6 separate regions of the Mus musculus genome follow, and regions 1, 2, 4, 5 and 6 are each linked to region 3. A link is a contact called in public Hi-C, HiChIP or PLAC-seq and promoter capture Hi-C data. All regions are on one chromosome and are shown on one strand. Each heading gives the region's core, a stretch centred on a gene start, on an enhancer-like site or on the middle of the called end of the contact. The rest is flanking DNA. Distances are from core to core; before and after follow the strand shown. Region 1 holds the start of Mospd3 (motile sperm domain containing 3). Region 2 holds the start of Irs3 (insulin receptor substrate 3). Region 3 holds the start of Fis1 (fission, mitochondrial 1). Region 4 holds the start of Gnb2 (guanine nucleotide binding protein (G protein), beta 2). Region 5 holds the start of Agfg2 (ArfGAP with FG repeats 2). Region 6 holds the start of Sh2b2 (SH2B adaptor protein 2).

What was found. Promoter capture Hi-C pulls out the DNA fragments that hold promoters and counts their contacts. Hi-C and Micro-C count contacts between places; a contact is called where the count stands out from the background. HiChIP or PLAC-seq counts read pairs in DNA pulled down with a chosen protein or histone mark.
Region 1: an H3K27ac HiChIP or PLAC-seq map of embryonic stem cells shows a contact between it and region 3, with 7 read pairs. The contact joins the promoter of Mospd3 here to the promoter of Fis1 in region 3. A contact is called at or near these places in 7 of 39 promoter capture datasets (the HPC-7 cell line, the SN4741 cell line, cranial neural crest and 4 more), 3 of 115 datasets of contacts at active chromatin or transcription factors (bone marrow-derived macrophages, embryonic stem cells and pancreatic cancer cells) and 1 of 9 other capture datasets (embryonic stem cells).
Region 2: a promoter capture Hi-C map of embryonic stem cells shows a contact between it and region 3. The contact joins the promoter of Irs3 here to the promoter of Fis1 in region 3. A contact is called at or near these places in 3 of 39 promoter capture datasets (the C10 cell line, embryonic stem cells and liver), 1 of 115 datasets of contacts at active chromatin or transcription factors (bone marrow-derived dendritic cells) and 1 of 9 other capture datasets (liver).
Region 4: a contact with region 3 is called in a Hi-C map of natural killer cells, with 7 times the contacts expected there. The contact joins the promoter of Gnb2 here to the promoter of Fis1 in region 3. A contact is called at or near these places in 5 of 39 promoter capture datasets (cranial neural crest, frontonasal cranial neural crest, hippocampal neurons and 2 more), 2 of 484 Hi-C or Micro-C datasets (the G1E-ER4 cell line and natural killer cells), 3 of 115 datasets of contacts at active chromatin or transcription factors (bone marrow-derived dendritic cells, bone marrow-derived macrophages and embryonic basal ganglia) and 1 of 9 other capture datasets (adipose tissue).
Region 5: a promoter capture Hi-C map of pre-B cells shows a contact between it and region 3, with 4 times the contacts expected there. The contact joins the promoter of Agfg2 here to the promoter of Fis1 in region 3. A contact is called at or near these places in 2 of 39 promoter capture datasets (liver and pre-B cells) and 1 of 115 datasets of contacts at active chromatin or transcription factors (pancreatic cancer cells).
Region 6: a contact with region 3 is called in a promoter capture Hi-C map of embryonic stem cells, with 2.8 times the contacts expected there. The contact joins the promoter of Sh2b2 here to the promoter of Fis1 in region 3. A contact is called at or near these places in 4 of 39 promoter capture datasets (the SN4741 cell line, embryonic stem cells, hippocampal neurons and 1 more), 1 of 15 datasets of contacts at CTCF or cohesin (large pre-B cells) and 7 of 115 datasets of contacts at active chromatin or transcription factors (bone marrow-derived macrophages, craniofacial prominence, embryonic stem cells and 4 more).

Annotation. Positions count from the first base shown.
Region 1 is chr5:137,598,365-137,602,548 of GRCm38.p6, reverse strand. It overlaps Mospd3 (motile sperm domain containing 3), which reads left to right and starts at 1,841. Exons shown (of 5, transcript NM_001254762.1): 1 at 1,841-2,278; 2 at 2,497-2,572; 3 at 2,726-2,955. The coding sequence starts at 2,074. It also overlaps the pseudogene Gm7285.
Region 2 is chr5:137,642,819-137,647,152 of GRCm38.p6, reverse strand. Irs3 (insulin receptor substrate 3) reads left to right here and starts at 1,439. Exons shown (of 2, transcript NM_010571.3): 1 at 1,439-2,062; 2 at 2,409-4,121. The coding sequence starts at 1,633. The coding sequence ends at 3,466. Sap25 (sin3 associated polypeptide) reads right to left here. Exons shown (of 5, transcript NM_001081962.2): 5 at 4,251-4,334. Gm20605 (predicted gene 20605) reads right to left here. Exons shown (of 22, transcript NR_033148.1): 22 at 4,257-4,334.
Region 3 is chr5:136,959,963-136,964,413 of GRCm38.p6, reverse strand. Fis1 (fission, mitochondrial 1) reads right to left here and starts at 2,337. Exons shown (of 5, transcript NM_025562.3): 1 at 2,186-2,337; 2 at 1,283-1,415. The coding sequence starts at 2,230.
Region 4 is chr5:137,531,387-137,535,727 of GRCm38.p6, reverse strand. Gnb2 (guanine nucleotide binding protein (G protein), beta 2) reads left to right here and starts at 2,422. Exons shown (of 10, transcript NM_010312.5): 1 at 2,422-2,589.
Region 5 is chr5:137,682,102-137,686,859 of GRCm38.p6, reverse strand. Agfg2 (ArfGAP with FG repeats 2) reads left to right here and starts at 2,107. Exons shown (of 12, transcript NM_178162.3): 1 at 2,107-2,501. The coding sequence starts at 2,281. It overlaps Gm15498 (a long non-coding RNA gene), which reads left to right. Exons shown (of 2, transcript XR_003956003.1): 2 at 1,219-1,475.
Region 6 is chr5:136,242,724-136,247,605 of GRCm38.p6, reverse strand. It overlaps Sh2b2 (SH2B adaptor protein 2), which reads left to right and starts at 2,666. Exons shown (of 9, transcript NM_018825.4): 1 at 2,666-2,977. Gm30408 (a long non-coding RNA gene) reads right to left here and starts at 2,171. Exons shown (of 4, transcript XR_868600.2): 1 at 1,989-2,171.

The sequences.
Region 1 (4,184 bases), core at 592-3,091, 640 kb before region 3:
TGAGACAAGACTTCACTATGTGGCCATGGCTGGCCTAGAACTCCCTTTGTGTAACAGACCAGGTGAGTTTCAAACTTGTGGCAATCCCACCTGTCCCTACTGAAACTACAGGACTGTGCCTGATTACTTTTGGTAGTTTTCTTTTCCTTTTTGTTTTTCTGTCTTTTTTCTAATCATATTAATTACAGATGAGTTTTACAGAAATAAATTGATCAATTTGTATATAAAACGTGTATAAATGTATTTTGATCACAATCACCCCCACTGTATCTCTTGTCCCCTATCACCTTCCCCTTTCCAAATGGTTCTCCTGGTTTTTTGTTTGTTTGTTTGTTTTTTAACTATGAATGACACTTTATTCAGTCATTTTCTTTACAACTGAAACTCTGGGAATTCAAAATTAACATCCTTGCCTGTGAGCTTCTTGTACTCACCAGAAAAAGTTTCAACCTTGTGTTCCACGTTGTTCTGCTGTGCTTTGTCTAAGTGAACTTTTATGAGCCGGCTGCCATCCAGTTTCACACGGATCCTCTTACCCACAATTTCACTTGGGAAGACTAAGTCCTCAAGGATGGCATCGTGCACTGCTGTCAGGGTGCGGCTTCTGGGGCGCTTCTTGCTTATTTTTCGTTCGGCTTTTCCGGGTTGGCTTGGGCAGAATCCACCTCTGAGCAATGAGGACTACATTCTTCCCACTGAACTTTTTCTCCAATTCACACTAGCCGGACTTGGATTTTCTGGAAAGATTTAAGCTGAGGAACTGGTACAAAAATTACGATAGCTTTCCGACCACCACCAACTTCAATTTCCTTGGCTGCGGTGATGTTGAGTTCCCGCAGCTGCGCCTTGAGATCAGAATTCATCTCCAGCTCGAGAAGCGCCCGAGAGATGCCAGACTCGAACTCGTCGGGCTTCTCGCCATTGGGCTTCACGATCTTGGCGCTCGAGCTGAACATGTTCGTCCTGACGGAGCGCCGGCTTAGAAAAAGTTCTCCTGCTTTCTTGGTGGTTCCTGTTTTGGTTTGTAGGCACATCTTTAGTATCGAAAGTTTTCTTTACATGTATATGACCCACGTATTGTCAGAGGTCAAATGAGGGCGTTCGATTCCCAGAAACTGGAGTTATAGTTGTCACTATGTCTATGCTGGAAGCGAACCTGGGTCCGAACCCTTCAGCACTAACCCTCTTATTTAAAAAAAAAAAAAAAAGTTCCTGCCTCATCCAGTTCTGCTTATTGATTACTGACTTAATCATACGTTTCCCAGGCCCAGATAAACAAACGCTAGGTCGTTGCTCACAGTCCCGCCTCTCGCACTTAACTCTCAGACAGAGAAGGAACTCAGGACACATAAAATTCTTACCAAGATCAAGCCAATCAGTGGTGCCAAAGGAGGCGTGTTTGGTCTTTGAAGAACACCAATCAGCGAACATTGGGGCGGAAGGGATTCAGCACCCACCAATAAGAGAGGCCGTACGGCGGAAGTGCATAAAGGAACTCTCGGGAAGATGGCGCCCTTAATTTGGTCACAAGTTGACCGGAGGAAACTTTGACCGCGAGGTGATTATCACAGTACAAGCGGCTGTTCACAGGCGGGATCCCGAGCAGAGCATATGCCGAGCTCAAGGAAAGGGCACAGGGACACAATTCGGTGACCTGGAGGTCAGGGACTCTCAAAGAGCAGAGTCCGTCAGGAGATCGGAGCGGGAAGACCCGGAAAAGGCGTGGTCAGAAACAGGGCGGGTTTACTGCGCCCCAAACCGGAAGACCCGGATTGGGAAGCGACGAGGCGGGACGGATTTTAGCCAGGTGGGCGTGGCCACTGCGGTGCGGTTTGGGGGCGGGGCCTATAGGAACCTGGGGCCCAGCTGGCAGGAGAGGAGGTTTGGGAACCGGGGCCCGGGGCTGCAGGATCCACATCTAGCGGGGTTCCAAGGCAGTGGTGACATCAGGCCTCGCTCTGCTCATGATCTCCCCCTGTCCTCTTTTCATCCATCGCGTCACTAGCCCTAAACTCTAAGACCCTCTTGTCCTCCTGAGCTCTGCCCTCGGATGTCCGACCGCCCAGAGCCTGCATGCGCCGTGGGGCGCCCCAGGACCAGGAGCTGGTGGGTCCGGGGGCCCCTGGGCGGGGGTCCCGGGGCTCCCCTCCTTCCTCAGGACCCGTTGTCCCGGTGCTGGTCTTTCCCCCGGATCTAGTATTCAGGGCGGACCAGAGAAGTGGACCCCGGCAGCTGCTGACCCTCTACAACCCCACGGGAACTGCGCTTCGCTTCCGAGGTGAAGAGACGGGCGCCTTAGAGCTAGGGCTCTGGGGGTTAGTAGCAGGATATGGGAAGACTGTGTGGGCTGGAGGAATTAATCAAGAGGCAAGATGCCTAGCTTTGGGTCTGAAAAAAAAATCATGTCCATCTCCGGGGTTGCTGACATGAGGGGCCCCGGTGGAGCACTATAAGTAAAACTTGCCTAAGATCTCTTCGCGTATCTTTATCTGACAGTTCTGTGCACAGCACCTGCCAAATACACGGTATTCGATGCAGAGGGATATGTGAAGCCTCAGTCCTGCATTGACATGTGAGTGGGGAGGTTGGGGAAGCAGCCAGGCACCACAGCTACCTGTTGTCTTTTCTCCTGCTGACTGCAGTCACTCTGGGAAAAGTTTCTGGGGAGGAGATCTGGATTTACATGGTTGGTTGCCTCTCACTTCCTTTCCTCCCAATGGTTCAGTGTGATACGGCACGTGGCCCCCGTCCCCAGCCACTATGACGTCCAGGACAGATTCCGCATTGAGCTGTCTGAGGAGGGGACTGAGGGACGAGTGGTTGGAAGAAAAGACATCACCTCTGTTCTTCGAGCCCCAGCGTACCCCCTGGAGCTTCAGGGACATTCTGAGCCAACGCCCAACCCAGGGCCTCCTGTGTGGACAGGACTGACCCCAGCCAGACATCTTCAGGAGAGTGAGTTGAACAGATTCTTTGTGTGTGTGTGTGTGTGTGTGTGTGTGTGTGTGTGTGGTATTGTGTATATGTATTGTGTGAGTATATGCATGTGGGTCCTTATGCATGGACTTGAGCACATGTGCAGTCTCTTCTCACCCTTAGTTGTTTTGAGACAGGCTCTCTCATTGAACCTAATATACATTCATTTGTAGACTGGATGGGCGGTGCAGAATCCAGAGCCTCCACCGCCCAAACACTGGGATTATAGGCATACACTTCCATGCCCAGTTTTAAGTATGTTCTGGAGAACTGAACTCAGATCTCCATGCTTGCATGGTCAGCCCTTTTTTTGATTGAGTCATCTCTCCACGGGTCTTGGTTTTCTGCAGTACTGGGCAAAGGCCTACCAGGTACCAAGTACTGTACTGCTGAGCAGTAACCCCAGCCCTGCACTGGGGACCTCTGTAGGGAGAGAAGACGCAGTCGCAATACCCTAGAAAGAAACTAAATGGGGTTTGAAGAAGTCTCTGGGCTCAGGGGTGTGTGTGTGCTGTGTGTGTGTCTGTGTATGTGTATGGTGTGTGTGTGTGTGGTATGTGTGTGTGTGGTGTGCATGTGGTGTGTGTGTGTGTGTGGTGTGTGTGTGTGTGGTATGTGTGTGTGTGTGTGGTGTGTGTGTGGTGTGTGTCTGTGTGGTGTGTGTGTGAGTGTGGTGTGTGTGCGTGTGCTGTATATGGGGGTGTGTGTGTGTGTGTGTGTGGGTGTGTGTGTGTGTGTGTCATGTGTGTGTGTGTGTGGTGTGTGTGTGTGTGTGTGGTGTGTGTGTGGTGTGTGTGTGTGGTGTGTGTGGTGTGTGGTGTGTGTGTGTGTGTGTGTGTGTGTGTGTGTGGTGTGTGTGTGTGTAGATAATCCTGCTTGAGGTTTTTTATCAGGTGTGAGGAAGAAGACTTTGCAGTTGTCCTGGTTTCTAACTTCTAATCAGAGAGACAAGTTCTTCTCCAGCTCCAACTGCAGTGTCTCAGGTGCCAGCTATGTTCAGTTCAATGAAAAACCTGTACTGAGTGATCAGCTCTCTCTCTCTCTCTCTCTTTTTTAAAAAAGAATTTACTTATTTATTTTATATATATAACGAGACACATCAGAAGAGGACATCAGACCCCATTACAGATGGTTGTGAACCACCATGTGGTTTCTGGGAATTGAACTCAGGACCTCTGGAAGAACAGTCAGTGCTCTTAACCATTGAG
Region 2 (4,334 bases), core at 190-2,689, 680 kb before region 3:
GGAAAGTAGAATCCCAGTCCATCACAACCCCAGCACTTCTAGAGCAAGCTAGAAGACTACAACAGGACACGACTCGGAAGGCAGAGGCAGGCAGCTCTCTGAGTCCCAGGACAGCCAGAGCTACAGAGAAACCCTGCCTAAAAAAATAATGGCCACTACTATCTTTAAATGCCTGGGGTACACAGTGCGGCAGCAGAGAGAGTCCCTGCTTCAAAAAGGTGGAAGGCTAGCCGGGCATGGTGGTGCACGCCTTTGATCCCAGCACTTGGGGGGCAGAGGCAGGCGGATTTCTGAGTTCGAGGCCAGCCTGGTCTACAAAGTGAGTTCCAGGACAGCCAGGGCGATACAGAGAAACCCTGTCTCGAAAAAACAAAAACAAACAAACAAAAAAAGGTAGAAGGTGAGGACCCACTTCCAAAAGCTGACCTCTGACCACATGCAGGGGACAGCCTGTACAACACACGTACTATTTTCCAAGCTGGGTGTGGTAGCATGCACTGTAACCTCAGGCAGGGGAAGTGGAGTCAGACATATGATAGGCCTGAGGCCTTCCAGGCCTGCAAATCGAACCTACTAGACAAGTTCTAGTGAGCCTGTCTCAAAAACAAGAGGGATCGCTCTTGAGGAATACGAGAGGTTGTCTTCCAGCCTCCAATAAGCATGTGCATTTGTGGCCTATGATCTCCAGCCCCACCCAAACCTCTCAGGATACACGGGCTCACCAGGACGTCTGCCACAGGATCCCAGCTCCTGTGACCACAGCCACCATCAGGTTCAAGTTGGCATTTGGCTGGTGGTCAGGGGCACTTTGAGGAAGGTGTCTCTGAGAGACTAAGTCCTCTTTCACACATCCTTCAGTGGACATTTGCATGCGTGGGAATCTGGAGAGGGTGGGGGTGCGGTTGGTTACCAGAGACCAATCTAGTTTGGTTTTCCTATCCTGGGGTATCCATCAACCCAAACTCAGATAGCTCAGAAGCAAAGACACAAAGATCATCTCTGGGTAGGAAAGGAAAGAACACTGAGGACCTATACAACTAGAGGCTCAGTTCGGAGGCTCCTCCCTGGAGAACTGCCGCTATCAGGATGGCCCGCTAGGCCAGGCCACTCTTCTAATTACTAGTGCCATCACTGCTAACCACAGCCGCTTCTTCTGCACCCTGGCTTTCTGGCTTTCGAGATTGCCCCGGGCTGCCTCTGGCGGTACTCCTCCACCCCCACATCCAGTCAGCTGATTGGTAGAGATGCCCCCCCTCACTCCCCGCCCCTGTGAAAGTTTGGTCCCAGCGGTGCAGGGCTCCTACTCTAGCCTATGAATCCTAAACTCAAATTCCTGCACTCGGGCGTGGGAGGGTTAACTTGAAGGGGTGGAGATTCCAACAAGGAGGCTGACCCAGCTAGGTCAGCCTCCCTTAGACCTAGGAGTCCTGGTGTCACTGGCCACTGGGACACACGCACTCCTGTGTACAGGCTCCTTGTTCACTCCAAGTCAGGAGAGGGCGTGGAGAGATGCAGGGCAGCTAGGCCGGCTGCAGTTTCCCAGGGCTACTTGTTCCAAGCGGGTGGTAGCTCAGGGGGCCAGACCCATTCAAATCAGTCCTTCTGGGGACAGTTTACTGTCTTTGGCTGGAAATGAAGCCTGCAGGTACGGGCCCCACAGTCTCCTCCGGGGGCGAGTGCACCGACGTGTCCCTCGGCTCACCGTTTCCTTGGCCCTGCCTGCCCGACGTGCGGCTCTGTGGCCATCTGAGGAAGCAGAAGTCCCAGCGCCGCCGCTTTTTCGTGCTGCGCGCTGACCCACCACGCCTGGAGTGCTACGAGAGCGAGAAGAAGTTCTTGGCCAGCGGCTGCCGCCCACCTAGACCCCGGCGTACCGTTAGCCTGGAGGGTGCCTGCACTATTAGCAAGCGCGCGGATGCCCGTCAGCGCCACCTGATCGTCATCTATACCAGCGACAGCAGCCTGGGCGTGGCGGCGGCCAGCGAAGCAGAGCAGCAAGCATGGTACAGCGCCCTGCTCGAGGTGCGCGCCACCGCCGCAGCCGCTGCTGCTACTGCTATGGGTGAGCCTTGGGTGAGCGACGGGGAGGTCAGGGGGTTGCCGACTTAGTTTATCTTGAACCCATTTCCCTCAGATCAACTGAGGTTTAAATCTTTTTTATTTTCGAGACAGGGTTTCTCTGTGTAGCCCTGGCTGTCCTGGAACTCACTCTGTAGACCAGGCTGGCCTCGAACTCAGAAATTCGCCTCCCAAGTGCTGGAATTAAAGGTGTGCGCCACCACGCCCGGCCTGAGGTTCAAATCTTAAGCTAAAAAAAAAAAAAAAAAAAAGACGTATAAAACGTCTTGGTCACCTGGGACCCGGTGACCCCAACCCCTGCCTCCCGGTGACTTGCCAATTCTCTCCAGGTTTCAGTCCCCAAGAGGCCCCTGAGTCTTGGATCTTCGCCCCATTCCAGGACGTCTGGCCTGTGACACTGCGGTCCAAGGGGCTGGGGAGAGCACAAGGCCTGAGCAGCGGCAGCTATCGCCTGTGCCTGGGTTCTGGGGCCCTGAGCCTCCTGCGAAAGCCTGGAAGCAAAGGTTCCAGAGACAGCCGGGCAACGCCACCACCAGTCCTGCGCTTGTCCTTGCTCAGTGTGCGCCGCTGTGGCCACGCAGACTCTTTTTTCTTCCTGGAACTCGGGCGCTCAGCGCCCATTGGTCCTGGTGAGCTCTGGCTGCAGGCTCCTGATGCAGTGGTGGCCCAAAGCATTCATGAGACAGTCCTGGCTGCCATGAAGCGGCTGGGGAGCAATGCAGCTGGCAAAGCTGAGCCACCGCCACAGGGAAATCCTCCAAAGAGTGTTCCTGCAGCTCCTACCCCGACACCATATGAAATCCCTGCATCGGCAGCACAAGCAAGAAGCCCCAGTGAGCGAGCAAAGCAGGACTACTTCAAGCCCCTGGAAAGGATGGGGTCAACACACTCCTACAAGGGACTAGATCTGGGCGGGAACTACATCACCATGGGAGTCAGGAATGACTATGTCCACATGGGGGGAGGAGAAGCAGGTGACTATATGTGGATGGCGCCCCCAGGCCTTCCTCCCACCCCTGCCAGGGCAGATCCTAATAAGCAGCTCGAGGATTGTGAGAGCACAGAGTATGTGCCCATGAATAGATTTTTACCTGGGCCTTTTTACTACGAGCTCAAGGCCAGGGAGTCTGAACTTGGGCATCCGGGTGCCCATTGTAGCCTTAGAGACAGATGGAGACCCACAGTGGCTCAGCCCCGCTCTTCCCAAGGGTCAGAGCTCTCTGGGGACTACATGTCCATCCCCGACTATGTAGGAACGGACAGTGCTAGGCTGGGGTCTCTGGACAGCTGCCTCAACTATGTGGACCTGGACCTGGTCCCTCCCCTGGAGGTTCCTGGAGCAGCCCCAGGGAAGAGTCCACATAGCTATGCCAGCATCAAGTTCTAGAACTTTTGGGAGGTAGTCAGGTGAGGAGACCCAGGCATTGGTCAGGGAAGAGAGGAAAAGAAGAGACCTTAGTACTGTTCAGCTCAGCTCCTGCACACAGGACCCAGGAACCCTGAGGCCACCATGAGCTGCTCTGCTGCCCCCTTGCCTGCTCTGTTCCTTCCAGCTGTACCACCTAGGAAGCCCTCAGGAAGCCATGCTCGAGGAACCAGACTCTTCAGAGAAAACACTAGAACTTCTCTCTGCCCTGCCAGCCCTCCCCCCACTCGCAATCCAAGCAACAAACAAATAAAACCCTTCTCAGATGAATGCCCACAGAATCAGTCTCAGGCTAGCTGTGGCCCAAGCCTGGATGAAGACTCTCATCCTGGTTTGGGACAGCTCTGTCCCCTCACATGTTGGCAGCTAGATGTCATTGTGTCTCCTCAGCCAAAACATTATCCTAACCCTGTTTTTTTTCAAGCCAGAGCGGAATTCCTAAGGCTCAGAAACAATGGGAGGAGCATCAGGGATCATGACGGTGCTCCTCAAGCAGCCAGTGCTCCCCAAGCAGCCAGTCCTCACCTGACCTTTCTCTGGGCCCAGCAGACACAAACGAGTTCCTCACTTCCCAGAGTGCAGCCCAACCCACCCATTAAAGGTGCCCTTCTCCCTGACTGTCTTGCTCAATGGATCTCCCCACCCCATGCAGTGTGTGACCAATGAGTAAGGAGGCCTGGAGGAAGAGAAAATGGTATAATGGGACCCAGCCTGATCCGCAGCCCATGTCCCACTGCAGACAGCCTGGTTTGCAAACTCTGATTTATTGTCAACAAAACAGCTTGGGGGAGAAGAAAGCACCCGTGGAGGAGTGGGGGGCAGGGTACAC
Region 3 (4,451 bases), core at 1,088-3,587:
ATTAAGATAGGCACTCACTATGCCGCCCGGGCTTGTTTCAAACTCCCCATCAGGCTGCCCCAGCCTCTCTAGCGCTGGAGTTCCGTGGTGCGGCAGCCACCACTTCGGCACTAAATAGCTGTGCAGTGCTACAGTCTCCTCAGGGTCTGCACTGTGTCTCCAAACAGGACTCAAATGCTGACACCACTCCCACTGCTGTGCTCTACTGTAAAAGAAACCTAAAAGTCCAAACTGATCAAAGTAGGGGGACAGTATTTGCTTTTAGAGACCCCAGAGCTGGCGGCACCCCTGAACTCGCAGCACTGAGGTAGCTGAAGCAGGACGCACAGGTTAGAGGTCCTGTGTCAAAGTCAACTGACTAATGATACAGCAGTCTTCTGTTCCCAGCGTCGTCCCTTGACAGCCTCTGGGACTATGCCAACACAGCCCCCAGACTTCAAAGTGCACAGACGGCAGGCCCGTCTATAAAATTAAACGGTGTTTGCATAGAATGCACCTATAGTCCCCAAAGATGCAGTGTTCTTTGAGTCAGGGAGCTCATGTAGCCCAGGCTGACCTCAAATTTGGTCAGGATGTGCTGACTCTGGCCTTGAACTTCTGACCTTCCTGCCTCTATCTCCACAGTCAATGTTCGACTACTGAACTATGTTCCTGTGTCTTCACCTTTGTAGTGCTGGGGTCACACAGCCTTGATACCACTAGCCCCTCAGATATTCTAAATCTCTAGAATTTTCCAAATGACTGTTATCCAATACAACGTAAACACTATATTAACGGCAATTAGTAACTATACCAGAAGTGTTTTGTGTACACTGTGTGTGTGCACATGGAAGCATGGAGGTCAGAGGACGGCCAGTGCTTTCACACTCCACAGCATCCCCTAAAGAAAGGGTCTCCAACTGAACCTGGGCTAAGATGGCAACAAGCCATCTCTAGCTGATTCCAGCTTACTCTCTATACAGACTCGGATGGCCACACTCAGCTGCTGCTGTGGGTGCTGGGGATTTGAACCCAGGTCTTCATGCCTGGACAGGATGCACTGAGTCTCCCCAGCCTGAGAGCATTTTTTCCTACAGCATTTTCCATCTGAATGACTGTTCAGATGCTGGGGACGTAGAGAATCAATCTAGCCCTTTCTCCAAGTGAAGTTACTGGTGGTTACTGAATGACAAATGTGCTGTAAGGTGAGGGTTCTGTGTTGGAAAGGGTCCTGGAGGGGTGAGGTCAAGCACAGTAGAGGTCAGGCTGGCTGGCGGCTGGAAAGTGGGGCCCAGCGCCTTACCCTCCAGCAGCACGATGCCTCTGCGGATGTCCTCATTGTATTTGCTTCGAACCAGGCACCAGGCATATTCAAATTGCGTGCTCTTGGACACAGAACCAGCTGCCTGCTCAGACTGAAATTTCCTTTCAAAATTCTGTCATTAGAGAGAAGAGTGACCATTTAGCAACAAAGAGCAGCAATCATTCTCCAGCTAACTTGATGTCTGAATCCCAGTTAGATCATATTTTCCTCCCTGCCGCCTTTCCCTTGTAGATCTTGGTACCCCGAAGCTTCTGTCATCTCCACCCCTGGGTCCCATGCTGTGTCCTCCCCTTCGGAAGGTCCGTGAACCCAGCCCCTAGTGGTACCAAGAGGAGATGCCACCTGGTGGCAGCTGGAGGCACTGCTCCCAAACCAGCTGACCCCAAGTGTCTGAAGAGTAAACATACTGTCCCAGAGCTAAACGACCTCCTACATGGCCTTTCCCTTGAGGCCGCTGGTCCCGTCCCACCCTACTCTTTTGGGCCTGGATCTGCCTTACTTTAATTCTAGGAGAGGAAAGAAAACACAGCTACAAGGATGCGGTGAAAATAGCACCGTGAGGAACTAAACACTAGCGAAAATTTACACCAGTGACTATACTACTCCATCCCTGCACACGAGTACCCCAAATTCCCAGCTCTGCATCACACTAAGACCCCAGGCCTAGGTCTGAGTTGCTGAAACCCGGGAAGCTACAATTCCCGTCAGGCCTAGGGACACGAAGCCGATTCCCACAAGAAGCAGGATGCCGCAGAGGCTGCTGGGAGCCGTAGTTCAGCTTGCCAAGAAAGACGAAACCGGCACTGGTTAGCCTCAGTCAGCTCTCCTCAGGAACTGCCCTTTCCAATTCTGCCCTTCTCCTTCCTCCGTCCCAGACCTTACCTTCAGATCCTCCACAGACACCAGCTCGTTCAGCACGGCCTCCATGGCCGCCGCCCCTGAAAGCCTCACACTAAGGTCTCTACTGGGCCACAGTCTCCATGGTCCAGTAGCAGGGGCGGAGAGGCACTTCCGGCATCGACCTGTGGAGGCCCCGCCCCTTCCTCCTTTGCCTTGGGGCGGGCGGGGGCACTAGTGCCTACGCTGGGATACTTTGCTCTCTTTGGACTCCCCTGATGTCCTAGATCCTCCCTGCATCACATTATCCTAGGAACCAGTGTAAGAACCCCTCACTCTAGGACCCTGGATTATCTTCAATGTTTGCAATAAAATCCTAATGAGTACCAGGGGCCGGAGGGTCTCAGTGTAGTCTCTCACAAAGAGATGCTCAGTCTCTCATAAAGCAAGAGGAATTGGTAGCTATACCCTCTCCATGCTCCACGCACTCCCCCACCTCCCCCCTCCGAAAACTTGGGTCACATGACCATAGTGGACAGCCATTCTTAATAGGATTCTGAAGAAAACCCAGGAAACACAGTCCAGGGTTAAAGGCCCATGGATGGCTCTCATGTTCTGTTGCCAGACCCCACATAGCTCACAACTGCCTGGGTTCCAGCTATAAGGGGAAAACTTGGGTCACATGATCCGCCTGCCTCTGCCTCCTGATTGCTGGGATTAAAGGCACACACCACCACCCAGCTCAGCCTGCTCTCTTATAGAACCCAGGACCATTAGCCCAGGGATGGTACCACCCACAATGGACTGGGTCCTCCCCCAGTTATGTAAATGCCTTGGAGCCAGATCTCATGGAGGCATTTTTCTCAATTGAGGGGCCCTCCTTTGAGAGAGCTCTAGTTTGGGTGTCAAGCTGACAGAGGACTAGCCAGCACACTCGCTGTCCCTTGCCCTATGATTCTGAAACCTCCAGTAATCACAGGCACTCTGCATGTGCCTGCCGTCTTTGCTATTCAGAACATCTATCTTCTAGCCCTGCCGTTGCTTATTGGTTGATTCATTCATTTTTGATTGAGCATTTCCTAAGTGTCGGTCACTATTTAAGTACAGGGATTGGCACTGAGAAAAAGAAAACTCCTATCCTTATGCATCTAATGTGGGGAGGGGGAATGGTCATGCAGGCTTTCATCCTAGCGCTTGGGAGGTGGAGGCAGGAAGAGGAGGAAGTTTAAGATCATCCTTGGCTTAGCAAGTTGGAGTCCAGCCTGGGGTAGGAACTCTTCTTGGGAGCCAGACAATCCAAGGCTTTCTCAGAGGCCTGGGTGAAAGGGCAAAAGGAATGTCAGCTCTGTGTCACTGTCCACAGGCAGACTTGGCAAGGTCTGAGGCTGGGGCCTGGGCCTCACAGGAGTGAGGGTTGCAGTTTGTCGGGATCCTACTCTCTTCCTGGCCTATGGCTATTCGTCCTTAGATAGACGTGTATGTCTGAGGTATCCTGTGTTCTCGTTGCCAACGTTGTCTAATTTAGCTACTTTGGGCCATTCTCCCCCTACAAATAGCACATAAGATGCTGTATTTTGGGCTGGAGAGATGGCTCAGCGGTTAAGAGCATTGACTGCTCTTACAGGGGTCCTGAGTTCAATTCCCAGCAACCACATGGTGGCTCACAACCATCTGTAATGGGATCCGATGCCCTCTTCTGGTGAGTCTGAAGACAGTGACAGTATACTTATACTTACATGCATAAAATAAATAAACAAATCTTTAAAAATAAATAAACAAACAAATGAACCAACAAAAACCCTGATCCCTTAAGATGATACACCTTAGACCTCAGAAGAGCGTGTTGGATCCCCCCACCCCACCCCACCCCCGCCCTGGAGCTGGAGTTACAGGTAGTCATGAGCTACCTGACATGGTGTTTTAGGGTTTCTATTACCACGGAGAGACATCATGATCCTGGCAACTCTTTGCTTGTTTGTTTGTTTGCCCTTCCAGAAGCCCTGGGCTCAGTTCCCAGTTCTGTCAGGTGGTTCACCACCTCCCAGAACTCCAGTGTTGGGGATCGGGTGCCTTTGGCCTCTGTGGGCACCTGACATGTACACAGAAGCACATACATTTGTACATACAAAGTAGATCTTTTTAAAAATGAAAAGCAAACAAAACCGCAAACATTGTGGCAAAGTGACAGATATATAAAATTTGGCCTCTGACCCACGGTCCCCAGGATCCCTGTTTTTTTTTTTTTTAATTTTTAATTTATTTATTATATGTAAGTACACTGTACGTGTCTTCAGACACTCCAGAAGAGGGA
Region 4 (4,341 bases), core at 1,173-3,672, 570 kb before region 3:
ACACTTGTTGTATTTCCATGCCTGGCTTCGATCTTTCTTCTCTGTAAACCACAGGCTCCTTGCAAGGTATGCAGCTATCCTCCGGGAGTAGGATAACGTCTGTACATTACTGGGGCTCAGTGAATATTGCTGGATGAGCTAAACCAGGGAAACTCGTTAACACTGAAACCAGCCTGAGGAGGATGTGGCTCTGCAGAGGCTGGCTTTAGGCAGCTTGCTCATCTATGTGGCTTTAAGGAAGTCACTTTGGCCCTCGGTACTTTGAGGAAACCGAAGTAAAACTATCTATAAGATCTTTTCCAAACTGTAATGTTTAACCTGTTATCTATATAAGTCATGGGATTCATAAGTGCACGTGTAATAATCTGTGCGTAATAAATGTCAATTAAAGGGAAAGGTGAACGAGTGGCCTTGCTGGTGTTGTTTTGCTTTCTGTTCTGTGGTTTTGAGACAGGGTGCTGTTATGGAGGTCTGGCTTTTACAAGTGTGGGCCACCACATCTGATGCTTTGGAGGTTTAAGTTGGCAGAGGGGGGTGGGGGCATCCTCATTTACTCTGTGGCTATTTTACGTGTATAAATATTTTGCATGTATGCACGTGTGCGCATTGCATGACATACCTGGTGCATCAGAAGAGAGCATTTGATTCCCTGAACTGGAGTTACAGAAGGTAATGAGACACCATGTGAGGCCTGGCAACTGACCCCTGGTCCTCTTGAAAAGCAGTAAGTGCTCTTAACTGCCAAGCCAGCTGCTCCTGCTTTAATATCTGAGACAAGATCTCTCACAGAACTTGAGAGCTCTCACATGAACTCCCTGACCAGCAAACTCTCAGGGCTCTTTCCATCCTGGCCTGCAAGTGTTGGGGCTATAGTATAGGTGTGGCTACTGTGCCTGGGTTTTTTTTTCTTTTACTTGGTTTTCTGGGATCAAACTCAGGTCTTTATGTTTGCATGGTAAGCACTTTGCTGACTAAGCCATCTCTCCAACCCTGTCCCCCAACACACTTTTTGAAACAAGGTCTCCTGTGGCTCAGGCTGGCCTCTAGTTCAATATGTGGGTGAAGACAAATGTGAACTTTCTATTCTTTCCTCTCTACGAGTATACTTCACTACAGTCTATTTTGAATAGTGTTTTTTTTTTGTTTTGTTTTGTTTTGTTTTGTTTTGTTTTTTTCAAGACAGGGTTTCTCTGTATAGCCCTGGCTGTCCTGGAACTCACTTTGTAGACCAGGGTGGCCTCAAACTCAGAAATCCACCTGCCTCTGCCTCCCGAGTGCTGGGATTAAAGGTGTGTGCCACCTTGCCCGGCTGAATAGTGTGTTTTGATCTCCTAAACTCCGAGGACTGTCTCAAAGGCCACAGGACAACTCGGACTTTACCAAAACATTTTCACAATCTATGGGGGGACGGGGGACGGGACAGTTCTCCAACAATCCAGGAGACTCAAGGGTAACCTTCAATATACTCATTTAACAGATATGGAAATCCAGGCACATTCTTATGTTGTGTTCCCTCGGTGGGGTGCTCCACAGTGTAGTTTTCTTCAATGGTTATTAAAGTTGAGATCGCATCTCAACTCTGCAGCCTGAGTCCATAGTCAGCATCATGAGGATTAATAAACAAAAGTATTGGTGAGAGATGTGGCTCCATTGGTGGAGTGTTTGCCTAGCATGTATGAAGCCCTAAGTTCTACCCTGCATAAATCAGGCACAGGGTTGTGTATCTGTAATTCCAGCATTTGGTAGATGTAAGCAGGAGGATTATCAGTTTAGGGTCATCCTGGGCTACGTGGTGGGCTCCTGAAACTCTATCATAAAACAAAAACCTTTAAGTATGCAAATCAATAAATATGGACTGTTGCTGCGGCGGTATGAGGCCTAGTCTAGGAAGCCTACAACCCCTCACAGTGCTGCGCTTGAAGAACTGTCTGGGTGTAATTCCCTCTAACTTGCATTTTATGGGATTCTAGTGGTCACCAACCACTCGCTGTCTTTTTCTGCCCCACTGTCCTGCACTGGTTTAGACTTCCCTAGTTCCGCCTCCGGGAAGGGAGTGGCCTCACCAGGGGGCGTGGCCAACCCGAGAATTGGGCCTTCTTGCCTCCAGTCTGGAGCCGCCCAATCCGGAGGGGGGGGGGGTTGAAGGAGGTCGATCACGTGACCTGGGATTTTTTTTTTCCCCCCTCCCTTATGCCTATACCACTTCTGCTGTCCCTAGAGAGGATGTCTTGCTCCTTTTCTGGAAATAAACTACGTCGTGTGATCTTTGATGAGTTAGAAAAACGTGGAATTGTGCTTTTATTGTGGCTGAGGCATCTTTTGCTCCTGGAGTGGTGTTTTCGCTTCTAGCCTTCCCCCCCACACACTTGAGTATTTGGTCTCGTCCAGCCTGGCCCTGGGCGCGGCGGCGACGGCCGCGTCACTGGCGGGCGGGATCCCTCCGCTCTGGGGAGAGCTGCGCTGGACGGTTGAGTTGGGGTGACTGAGGAAATCCATCCGCGTCGCCGCCGCTGCCGCCTCCGCCGCGGAGGAAGACAGGACCTCCCGCGCTCCTCCAAGCGACCCCTTGGCAGAGTCCCACCACCTCAGGTACCTCCGCTGATAAAAGGAGTCCTCATCTCCCCCAGCCCCAAATTCCCACGGGTGTGTGTGTGGCAGGGGGAAGCCTCGGTTCCTTCCGTCTCCCGGGTTTGGCTCTTGGGAAACGGACGTAACTCCCAGACCTCCCCTCCCTTCCTCTGGCCCGGTCGTTTCCAAACCCGGAAGGGGAACTGGGGGGGGGGGGGGGACCCTCGGCTTCAATAATGCATGCGCTCCCTGCAATATCAGTGGCAATTATTTTAAAATCTAGACCCCCCTCATCCCAGCCCCGCCTGCCTCTTGATCCCTTAATAGTTGGGGGGCTAAATTCTGGGTTTCTTCTATGTCCTGTCCCGCCCCCTTTCCCCACCACCACCCTGCTGCCTGCCCCTGGGTAACAGCCCTCGTGCCCACTCGTTTCACACCCTTGCTTGCATTAGCCTTGCAGAACTCCAGAATCCTAGGAGATCCAGTTAAGGCCTCAAGGCCACCCTTGTCTTCGTCTCCACCCTACTGCCCCTTGATTCGGGCTCTGGCAGTGTTTTCTCAGTCCCGACCCCTAAGCTGGAGATCTCAGCACCTTATTCTTTTTACAAATCCTTACCCAGGTCTGGCACCTAGTCGCCTGTCCCCTTCGTCCAGCTTTCTTTTGGGCAAAATGGAGGTCCTACGAGCTGAAGGGCCTGGCCCACTGCACTTCGCAGCACGGCCAGCCCGCGCCGTCCAGCTGCCAGATCTGAGGACCCTCTCTTTCCTCCTCTCACACCTGCGGAGGCGGTGGCACCCTTTTTTTTGGAGGGGGGGCTATGGTTGCTTTATCCCTAGAATCGAGGAGCTGCTGAGGGAACGTTGGAGGGTAATGGGGATCTAAGGGCTGGGAGCATGGCCCCCGACCCAGTGTCTTCTTCCTGGCCTGTTTTCCTTCTGCCCCAGGCCTGTGTCATTGAGGCCAGGCCTGGGCTGCTGTCAGCTGGAAGGAAGGGGCTTTTGTTCACAGCTGGAGTGGGGTGGTAGCTATGTCGTTGCCCCCTCCCTCATTTTGGAGGGGCATCCTCTGGCACTGGCGCAGAAAGCTGAACTTACGGAGGGGAAATATCTTCGGGGAAGAGGAACGCCCAGTGTCTGGGGGAAGTGGGAGCTGGGTGGGGGACGCCTGGGTCGCCAGAGTGCAGTGTACACGGCCAGATCGCACAGGTGTCCCGGGAAGGCAGGACGTCGGAGGCTGGAGTGGTGCCAGCTAGGCCTCGGGGGCTGCTGAGCACAGAGCTGGGCTCTAGGGGTGCCTAGGGGCATCGGGCCGAGCCGCCTGGGGCCGCTCGCCGGCGCCTGGGAGAGAGCAGCTCCGCGCCCCGGGGCCAGGGGCCTCTCTTCGGAGCCCTAATTACTTCTGAGAGGCTCCCACGGGCTTTGTGCGGGCGCAGCGGGGCGGGCGACCTCGGCGCTGAAGGGAGCTGGCGGCTTGGGGGTTTGCCTTCCCCGCTACTCTCGCACTGACCAGCAGCTAATGGGGTGCAGCCGGCCCGGAATGGGGATTATCCCGGGTTGAGCCGTCCCGAACCTATTAGTGCTCAATCGGCTTTTCCCAAATCCTGTAAACAGCCACCCTGGCCGGTTCTGGGTAAGAGGCGGGAGTCTAGGTCGGGCGGGGGCGATGGGGGCCGGGGGTGGGGTCACCCACCCTACAGGTCTCTGCCGCGGATGCGGTTGCCTTGGCAACGAGGCTAGGGTGGGGGCACTTCACCAATGAGGTGCTCTTAGTCC
Region 5 (4,758 bases), core at 858-3,357, 720 kb before region 3:
AGAAATGGGATTACCAGCATGTATCATGTAGCCTTTCACATGGGTCTCTTCACATAAAGTTCAGGTCTTCATGCTTGCACAGTGAGCACTTAACTGACTAAAGTACCAACTTAGGCTATGACTACCGTTTCCTCCACCCCCAATTATTGGTGTGTGTGTGTGTGTGTGTGTGTGTGTTGCTCTGATGGGGGGAGGCGGTTGCCACATGCATGCCAGTGTCCTGAAGACAGAAGTCATTGATCCCTTAGAGCTGGAGTAATAATGATTGTGAGTCATCCAGCGTGGGAACTGGGAACTAAGCTTGGATCCTTTGGAAGAGCAGCAAATGCTCCTAATTGCTGAGACATCTCTTCAGCTCCCACTGCAACATGCTGAAAAAAAAAAAAGTTTGCTTTCTACCTCCCACCCCCTATTGCTTGGGTTCTGTAGACTTAACTCCCCAAGGGCGAAGGGCCTTTTTCTTACCAGGAAAGCCACCAAGCCCTCCCCACCAGGCCACAGGAGCAATAGCAGAAGAGGGAGTCCCCGGGCTGCCTGTGCTCTTGCTGATTATGAGGGGAAATAGGGTTGTCACTCTCTGATATGGCCTGGGTGGAGTAGAGACAGGAGGAGGAAGCGCACCCTCTGGTTGCTCTTGCAGACCACACCCTGTAGCAAAAGACAGACTGGAAGCTATCAGAGTCTAGTGGTCACCCCAATTCCTGCCCATTTATTCACTTGTGGTGGGTAACATTTTAAGGGGTGAAGAAATAACCACTGGCTAAAGAGAAGCTGTGCAAGAAATGGCCAGCACAGGGAAATGCTGAACGCTGAACTCTGAAAATGTACAAGAGGCTTTTTTTTTGGTGGGGGTGGGGTGGGGGACAGGATTTCACTGTGTAATCCCCTGGAACTCACTACATAGACCAGGCTGGCCTAAAACTCACAGCGATCCACCTGCTTGGAATCCAAGGCATGCAGCCATGGTTTACATGAAGCAAAATGGTTCCTTTGCATGTGTACATGGGGACTTGGCATCACCACAGCTCAGGGGGAAGTACACTTGCAGCTATGACAACAATTAAGCAACCTCATCTAGCCCATGGGCTCCTGGGTACCAATAACTCAGAAACCTATCTCTCATCTGCCCGCATCCCATTGGCATGTCTGAAACCAAAGTCCTGACTTATGGTTGCCAGCATCCCTAAACCTGCTTATTCTCAGCCTTTCCTTTTCCAGGCAGTGACCGAGGATGACTCTGAAGTACCGCTACTGCTACCCCCACTTCCCAAATGCTGGAATTACTGGCCTGTGCCACCGCGCTGAGTTGTATGCAGTGCTGGGGGCTTGAACCTCGCGCTTAGTGCACTCTACCAGCTGAGATACATCCCTGGCCACGGAGCAGAGCTTTTAAAATCAAAAGACTCAGATTCAAATTCTGACTGAGCCACAAACCAGTTCTGTGATCCACTTCAACATGTTTTCTTGAATATTTTTTACATGCATTTATTTATTTGTGTGTGTGTGTGTGTGTGTGTGTGTGTGTGTACTCATGGAAATCAGAAGGCAGCTAGCTTATAGGAGTCGGTTTTCTTACAGGAGTGGGAATGAAGGTTAGTGGCAAACGCCGTTCATCCCTTCTGCATCCTACCTCAGGTTTTTAACTTGACTCTAAAGTGGGGGCTCTTTCTATGACTTGGATAAATAAAGTATCTTTTACAAAGCACTCCCCTTCTCTGTCTTTCCCTTTCTCCTCCAGCTCATCCTAGGGCAATTTCTTTCCGATTTTCTTGTCTCCTGGCTCAGCCTGGAACGAGCCTTTGAAATTTGGCGGGAATTAGTATCAATCCGGAGGATGAGCACTACGCACGCGCCGAACACCTCCTTTCTCTCGCACGCTAATTTTGCAACCTTAACAACCAATCAGAGTCAGCATAGGAGTCCGTGGCGAGAGGGGGCGGGGACAAGGAGGAGGGCACGCATTGTACTTGCAAGGTGGGGGTCTTTGTGAACCAATGGAAAAGACAGAAGGCCGGGTGGCAGTGGGGCGTGGTTCTGAAGGCTCCAGCAACCGGAGGCCGTCTCGAATCGAACCAATTAAAGCAAGGAGGTGGGGGGAGACTAGCCAATCAGCGTGCCGAACAGGACGAGGAAGGGGGCGGCAGAGTCTCTCGCGGTCGTGGTCGGGGCTGCAGGAGCTGGTGTCAGGGTTGCCGGGCGTGCGAAGGCGGCGGAGGCGGGAAAGGCAGCGAGCGGTTAAAGGGGAGCGACCGCTGACTTGCAGAGGAACCTGGAGGAGAGATGGTGATGGCGGCTAAGAAGGGCCCGGGCCCGGGTGGCGGGGTCGGAGGGAGCAAAGCGGAGGCTGAAGCCGCTTCGGAGGTGTGGTGCCGCCGAGTGCGGGAGCTGGGCGGCTGCAGCCAGGCCGGGAACCGCCACTGTTTCGAGTGCGCCCAGCGCGGGGTCACGTATGTGGACATCACCGTGGGCAGCTTCGTCTGCACCACCTGCTCCGGCCTCCTGTGAGTGGATCCGGGGGGGGGGGGGGGAACTGGGTTTGGTTCGGGTGAAGTGAGTCTGCAGGAGCTCGGGGCGATCCAGGAGGTCAGAGGGGTAGCCCCGGCATTGGATGTGGCGGTGGAAGGTCGCCTGCTGCAGAGGTGTGTCGTGGGGGAAAGGGAAAAAGCGCAGGGGGACAGAAGACGGGAGTGGAGTCGCGCTGCAGAGGGAGGGTGGGGGCTGTAGAAGGACACGAGGAGAGGATTGGAGAAACTCCCTGGGGGAGGCGAAGGCGAATTGCAGGTGGGGAGAGAGAAAGTGTGGAGGGACTGGGGTGGGGTGGGGGAGGGACTTAAAGGGCCAGAAATTGACATAGACCTTTAAAGGGAACTTTAGCTGGGGTTGCATTGTATCTCAGTTGGTAGAGTGCTTGCCTAGCACGCTCGGCGCCCTGAGTTTCCATCCACAGCACTGCATAAAACCCGAGTAGTGTGGTACACGCCTGTAATCCCAACACTGAGGGGGAGGTGATCAGGAGTTCAAGGCCAACCATGAGACCCTTGCCGCTCCACCAGGAGGGGAGCGGAGGGGAACGGGGTGGAAGGAGAAGGGAAAGAAATAGGGAAGTCGAGCCTAAGACAAAAGTACCCTAGAAGGGAATGGAAAATGCTCCACGCATTAGCCCAGGCTGACAGCCTAGAGTGGCAGGTATGAAGCCAGGGATCAGGTGCAGATCCTAATCTTTCAGGCTCTGGAATGCTAGCTAGAGGGTAGATGACTTACGAAATATACTAAGGGCAGAGAGCCAAAGGGTTATCCTGGCGGACAGCTTAGCTTTCCCGAAGAGATGAGGATCAGAATGGCATATTCTTTTCTTTTCCCCATTTCGTCCTCTGCCCCCGTTAAAGTTGCATTTGATTTCTTTACTTTGCACTGTAGGGACATGTAGGTTCCATGGCTTGTGTGGTTATCAGAGAATAACTTGTAGGAATCAGCAATTTCCTTCCACTACGTGTGGGGCCTGGGGATCAAACTCAGGTCAACAGGCATGGCTGTAAGCTCCCATACTTGCTGAGCTAGCTAGCTCACCAGTCCATTTTTTTTTTTTTTAATTTGTCTTGAGACGGGGTCTCATACAGTCCACGGTGACTTTTAATTCATGATGTAGCTAGGGGTGGCTTTGGAACTCAGAGTCCTCCTGCCTCTACCTCTGTAATGGCTGGGGTTACAGGCATGCTTTGGGGTCTTTCCTAAGTGTACTGCCGAGTCTCATCTGGTAAACTGTAAATTTGGGGAGCAGAGGCTTGGTTGTAAAATCCACAATGCTACCCTCAGCCCAGACCACCCCAGATTTCTAGTTATTTAGTAAGCTCCTTCTCCTTAGGAATTATTTGACTAACATTGGGTTCGAGATCTTTGGTTTTCTTAGGGACTCGTTTTTGTCTGGTTTTCTAGTATTTTAGTACACTGCTATTTTATTTATTTATTTATTTAATAAGGAAAGCTCTCCTGTTCTTATATGCATACCAGCCTGAAAAAAAAAAAAAAAACCAAGGAGTATTGTTCTTTTGCGACAGATGGGAGATCAAAAGTAGAAAGAGGTTTAGTAATTTACCCAGTGCCATATGGAGGATTCTGTTCCCAGCGTTTGTCATTTAGTACGAGCTAGGATTGTGGGGAGACCAGAAATGAAGATCCCGGTGTCCTAGGAGACCGTGTGGAACTATGTCTCTACTACATTGTCACCCTCTTCTTAAAATGTCTATGGTTTTATCGTTGTTGTTGTTTAAGACAGGGTCTCATGTGGTCTAAGCTAGCCTTGACTGTGTAGCTAAGAATGACTTTTGTTTCCACCTCCTGAGCGCAGGGATTACAGGTGTGCACTAGCCTGACTTGTGAGGTGCCAGGGTCCCACCCAGGCCTTTATGAACACTAAGGGTGCACTTGGACTGAGCTGTAGCCCCAGTCCACCAGTGTTCTCAGCCTCCCTTCTACCACTGTGGCTGGACACGGACCACCATGTATGTGACCACCCGGGGAGACTGAGGCTGGCCTGGATTGTTTGGCTAAACCATCCATATACACCCCGTGCCCGTATAGAGGACAGTGTATGAGCTTGAAAGGATGGCTCAGTGGGTAAAGTACTTGTCATGAAAACGTGAGGACCCGAGGTCAGGTTCACAGAACCCAGGTAAAGGCCAGGAGAACGAGGTGGCTTGCTTGTGATCCTAGCACTTGAGAGGCTCTGGCTCAGAAGGGAGACCTGGCCTCTATATATAA
Region 6 (4,882 bases), core at 1,417-3,916, 720 kb after region 3:
ACCTAGCATGTACAAGACCCTGAGTAGAGTCCCCACCCCAAAAGATAAATAACACCTGATAGATAAAGATACATAGATTCCTAGCAGTCAGGATCATTACTTCAGTCTGAGCTACAACAGCAACACTGTCTCATAAAACCACACATGACAGAGTACTCATCAGTTAGTCAGACCAGCCATGGCTGAGGGCCTGACGTGTCCCAACAGGCTCATGTCACCTCCCTGTCAACTTCTGGGGAGTCTCTGCTTCTATTTCTTTGTGCCCCAGAGCTATGTATGAAGCGTGCATCTTTTTTTTTCTTGGGTCCCTGCTTGCCAAATGTACCAAAGCCATCACACTCCAGCAATCTGAGAACCAACTTTCCCCAGTCTGTCCCACTCACAAAGCAAGACTTACTGGGAGCTGGGCAATGGTGATGCACGCTTCTGATCCCAACACTCAGGGACCAGGAGCAGGTGGCTCTCTGTGAGTTCAAGACCAGCCTAGTTCTACTGAGTGAGTTCCAGGACAGCCAGGGCTACCCAAAAAAAAAAAAAAAAAAAAAAAAAAAATCCTGTCTTTGAAAAAGAAAGGCCGGGAGGGGAGTTCTGGAGAGATGGCTCAGTGGTTAAGAGCACTCACTGCTCTTCTGAAGGTCCTGAGTTCAATTCCCAGCACCCACACAGTAGTTGACACCTGTCTGATTCCATCTTGTGTGCAAGGTACTAATATACATAAAATATATTTTTTTAAAAAAAGACTCACTGGGCTATGTCCATGTCAGGTTTAATTCCAAGCTTTCTCTGATCTCTGCATCCAGGGAGGCCCCTCCTTCAGAGCCCACCATAAAAGCACCCCTTATCATCTGTCCTAGCTGATTTTCCTCCAAGGCCCCAAAGTCTTCTATCCTCAGGGAGCCCGGATGCACCTGTCACCCTTAAACCTCATTCCAATCTCCATGACAGCTGCTCTCAGCCAATCACTGCCACCCTCCTTCTATGTGTCCTGTCAGTTCCTCATGTGGGTTAGACTCACTCCTCACTTCCTCCTCTGAGAGATCAGAACCATTGTCTTATTCTGGGTTTCCCATCCCAGAATCCTCGCCAGTCACTGACAGCTCACCATTGAATTTAAGCCACAACTTAGATCCAGGTAAGTCCTCTTTCATGTCCCCAGCATCCCATCTCCCTAAGCAGTGGGGACAGTGGGTTCTATAGCCAGACCACCCAGGGGTTCAGTTTCTCTCTCACCCCTATACTACCCTTCCTGACTGGGAACCTCCTGGTTCACAGCCACATGAGTTCAATCAATGGCTGGATTCCAGCCTAAACTTTCATTAAGTGTTTGCTGGCCAGGTCTAGAGACAGGGCAGCTGCTGGTCCCTGTGTGGCTGAGAAGAAACAGGTACCCAGGCAGGCCTCAACAGAGGTCTGGCTGGTTTCGGTGGCCCCCAGCAAGTTCCCATGTGCTCAGCACACCCCATCTCTCCAATGTCAGCCCAGTTCCCCCAGCCCCATGCCACCCCTGCTGCTTCCTGGAAAATAATCAGTGAATCTGATTTCCTGTGAGTGAAAGGACTTTACAAAGGTCAGAGGCCACCCCGTGTGGGAGGAGGGCAGCAGATGGAGGCACTCCAGGCAGATCACAGCCTGAGGTCAACACAGACAGAAGTCTCCCTGAAATGGGGAGCAAGGAGGAGAGGAGAGCAGGCCCAAGGGACCATATCCACTGCAGAAGCCACAGGCCTCACCTCTGAGCATCCCCTCACACACCTGTGGGGTTTTGTCGTTTTTTTCGTTTTTTGGCTTTTTGAGACAGTATGTACCCTAGGCTGGTCTCAAACTATTGCTTCCCTCCTCCGTCCGAAGCGCGTTGGGATTATGGGCATGTGTCAACCCCATCTGACTCCTCCCCGCGCCTCTAGTCACCAGGTTATTCCATCTCCTCTGGTCTCTTTACCCCTCGGGATGCCCTAGAGCGCCACCAGAGAAGTCAGGCCAGGCAATACCTAGTTCTGGTTCTGTCGCCAACCCAGAGTGAGGACTTCGCAGAATCCTGGACGACCTCAGACACCTCTCCTGGTGGGACCAGAGTAAAGCTGAGTGGGGAGGACCTGTGTGTAGGAGCTCTTCCCCAGATCCGAAATCCTGGGCGGTTTCCCGCACCCCGAGGGCAGGAGGAAGACAGGGGGCGTGGCTCTGGGCTCCTGGATGTTGAGAACCAGACAGACATTTCCTTGGTTGCGACATCTGGACCTCCTCGAGGCTTCCATTGTCCTCTGGCGGAGGGTCGGCCTACAGCGCCCGCCCCTGTCTGACTCTCAGTAACCCAGAGACATTTATAGGGTGTCCACGCCCGGGGTGACCCATCACGTAGAACATCCTCCAATCCTGCCCTTGGGGGCCACCACCCTGGGCTTCGGGAGACGCTCCCACACGAGAGGGATTCCTTCGACTGGCAACGAGACCTGGGCACCCGGGTCTTTCTGCTCAGCCACTGTCCGGAGGAAGACAGAGCGGTTAGCCGGCGCCACTGGGGCTCCGGAGAGAGAGCCGGGGTTGGGGGTTGGGGAAGGACTTGGGAGCGTGGCTAGTGGCTCGCGCCGCGTGGGCGGGGGGTGCGGCAAAGGAGGGGCCTGAAGCGGGGGGGCGTGTTGGGGCGGGGCTAGTGGTGGGGCGGGGCCCAGAGGCGCGCGCTGCTCAGGCAAGGAGGAGGGCCAGGGGCGCGCGGCGCGCGAGTCTGGGATCGGAGCGCGCGGAGCTCGGGAGCCTGAAGAGGGAGAGAACCTCAAGGGGGCCGCACCAGGACCGCCAAGACCGCCTCGCAAGCTGCAGGCCAGGGAAGCGGGAGCCACCCCCGCTGCCGCCGCCACCGGCCACCAAGGGCGGAGCTACGGCCCGGAGGGCCATGCGCCACCGGGTCCGGGGATCCCAGCCGCGGTCCGGGCAGCGCTCCTCCGGCGCCCCAGCCCGCGCGGCCGAAGCTGCGCGCCTGTAGGTACGGCCTGCTTGTTCTCAGCTCCCTGTCCCCACGGTCCTTTACTCTACCCGGTGCCCAGCTGTCCCCGAGGGTGTGTGTGTGTGTGTGTGTGTGTGTGTGTGTGTGTGTGTGTGTGATGAGGTGTGTGGTGTGTGCTCACCGCCTCCCCGGGAAGCGCGGTCGCACGCGCCCGGGTCCGAGCGTGTCTTTGTGTGCACCGGTGGGAGGGAGGAGGACGCGCGACAGAGGGGGATGAACCCCTCTGGGATCGGATCCTAGACCCACTGCCCAGGAGAAGTGGAGAGTAACGGGAAGCTGAGGTGGGAGAAAGAAGCCACCTCTGGAGCAGCTGAGCCCCTTTCCCCTCATCAGACCCTGGCTGGTTGGAGGGGCGAGCGCAGCTGGTCCTCTACAGGAAGGGATCCGATGCTGGGGGGAGGGGACGTTCAGGTCTCTTCCAGGGTCTGGGAGGAGGTGGGTCAACACAGCATGAGGGTGATGGCTACACGCTGGGGTCTCGCTGGGCCACAGTGACCCCGTGGGGACACTCTCTTTCCGGCCCAGGCCCTCTTTCCCACGGCCACTATTCGTGACCCGCCCACTCTGGAGCTCCGGAGCAGCCCCGGGTTTGAGAGGAGGATCGCCGAGGGTGACAGGCCGGCGCCTTTAAGAAGGGGCGGGTTAGTGCCCTCCATTCAGCCCCTTCGGCCTAGGCCATTGATGAACCTGTGAGCTGCGCGTGTAGGAAACGCGCCAGGGCTGCGGGCCGGAGCCAGGCAGAGGCTGGGACGCGCCAGGGCTTTCCTACCCTTCCACCCTCGCATAGAGTCCCTCAGTGGAGTCTTTGAGGTCAGAAGTCTGCAGTGATCGGACAGTCGCAGGGTATCCCCCAAAGAGGCTGTGAACGTGGGTAAACCAGAGTCTAGTTCACCAGAGGTGATGTAGGGGGTGGGGCTGTCAGACCAGTGTTGAGCTTCATCTCTGCCCCTTTGTGGAATTTTTAAAAATTTTTGCTTGTTTATTTATGAGTGTGTGTGTGTGTGTGTGTGTGTGTGTGTGTGTGTGTGTGAGTGTGTGAGGACAACTTTCGAGAGTCAGTTCTTTCTTTACATGGGTTCTGGGGACCGAACTCAGGTCATCAGGCTTGGCGCACGTCTTGTTACCACTGAGCCATCTCATCAACCTGATCTCTGTCTGCCCCCTGAGCTGAATTACCTCGTGTGCCAAATAAGTGTTTCTGCCAGGGGATCTGATGGAATTGCTCCTCTTGGGGAGCACCCTTCCTACTTGGGCAGTCACCCCCCAGATAAGTGGTTCCCCCAGGAGGCTGTAAGGAACGGGGAATCTGAAACCGCTACACTGTATCACCTTCAATATATATCTTTTGATTTCCAAGATGTCTGGGGGGGAAAAAATCTTTCAAAATCCCATTCGGCTAGTGTGAGGCATCATGGTTTTGTTTGCTTAGTTGTTGTTGTTTGAGACAGTCTCACTATGGCCTGAAACTCTCTATGTAGACCAGGCTTGAAGTGAGAGAGATTTCTGCCTGTATTTAATTGATTCTTTTTTTTTCCATTTTTTATTAGGTATTTAGCTCATTTACATTTCCAATGCTATACATATTTAATTGATTCTTAAATTATATTTATTCCTGTTGGTGGTGGTGGTGGGAGTGGTGTGTGTGTGATGTGTGTGGGCACATATGCCTCCGAGCACATGCAAAGATCTGTGGACTTTTCGGTCTCTCTTTCCACCTTTATGTGGGGCTCCAGGGGTGAGCTCACAAGGTGAGATGGTGAGCGCCTTCCCCTGCTAAGTAGGCTGCTTCACCAGCCTGAGGCAGGGTGGGTTTCATGGGGCAGGGCCACAGAGCCAGAGTTTGCCAGCTACTGCTTTCTTGAACCCATCTCCCTTAGTCTCGGT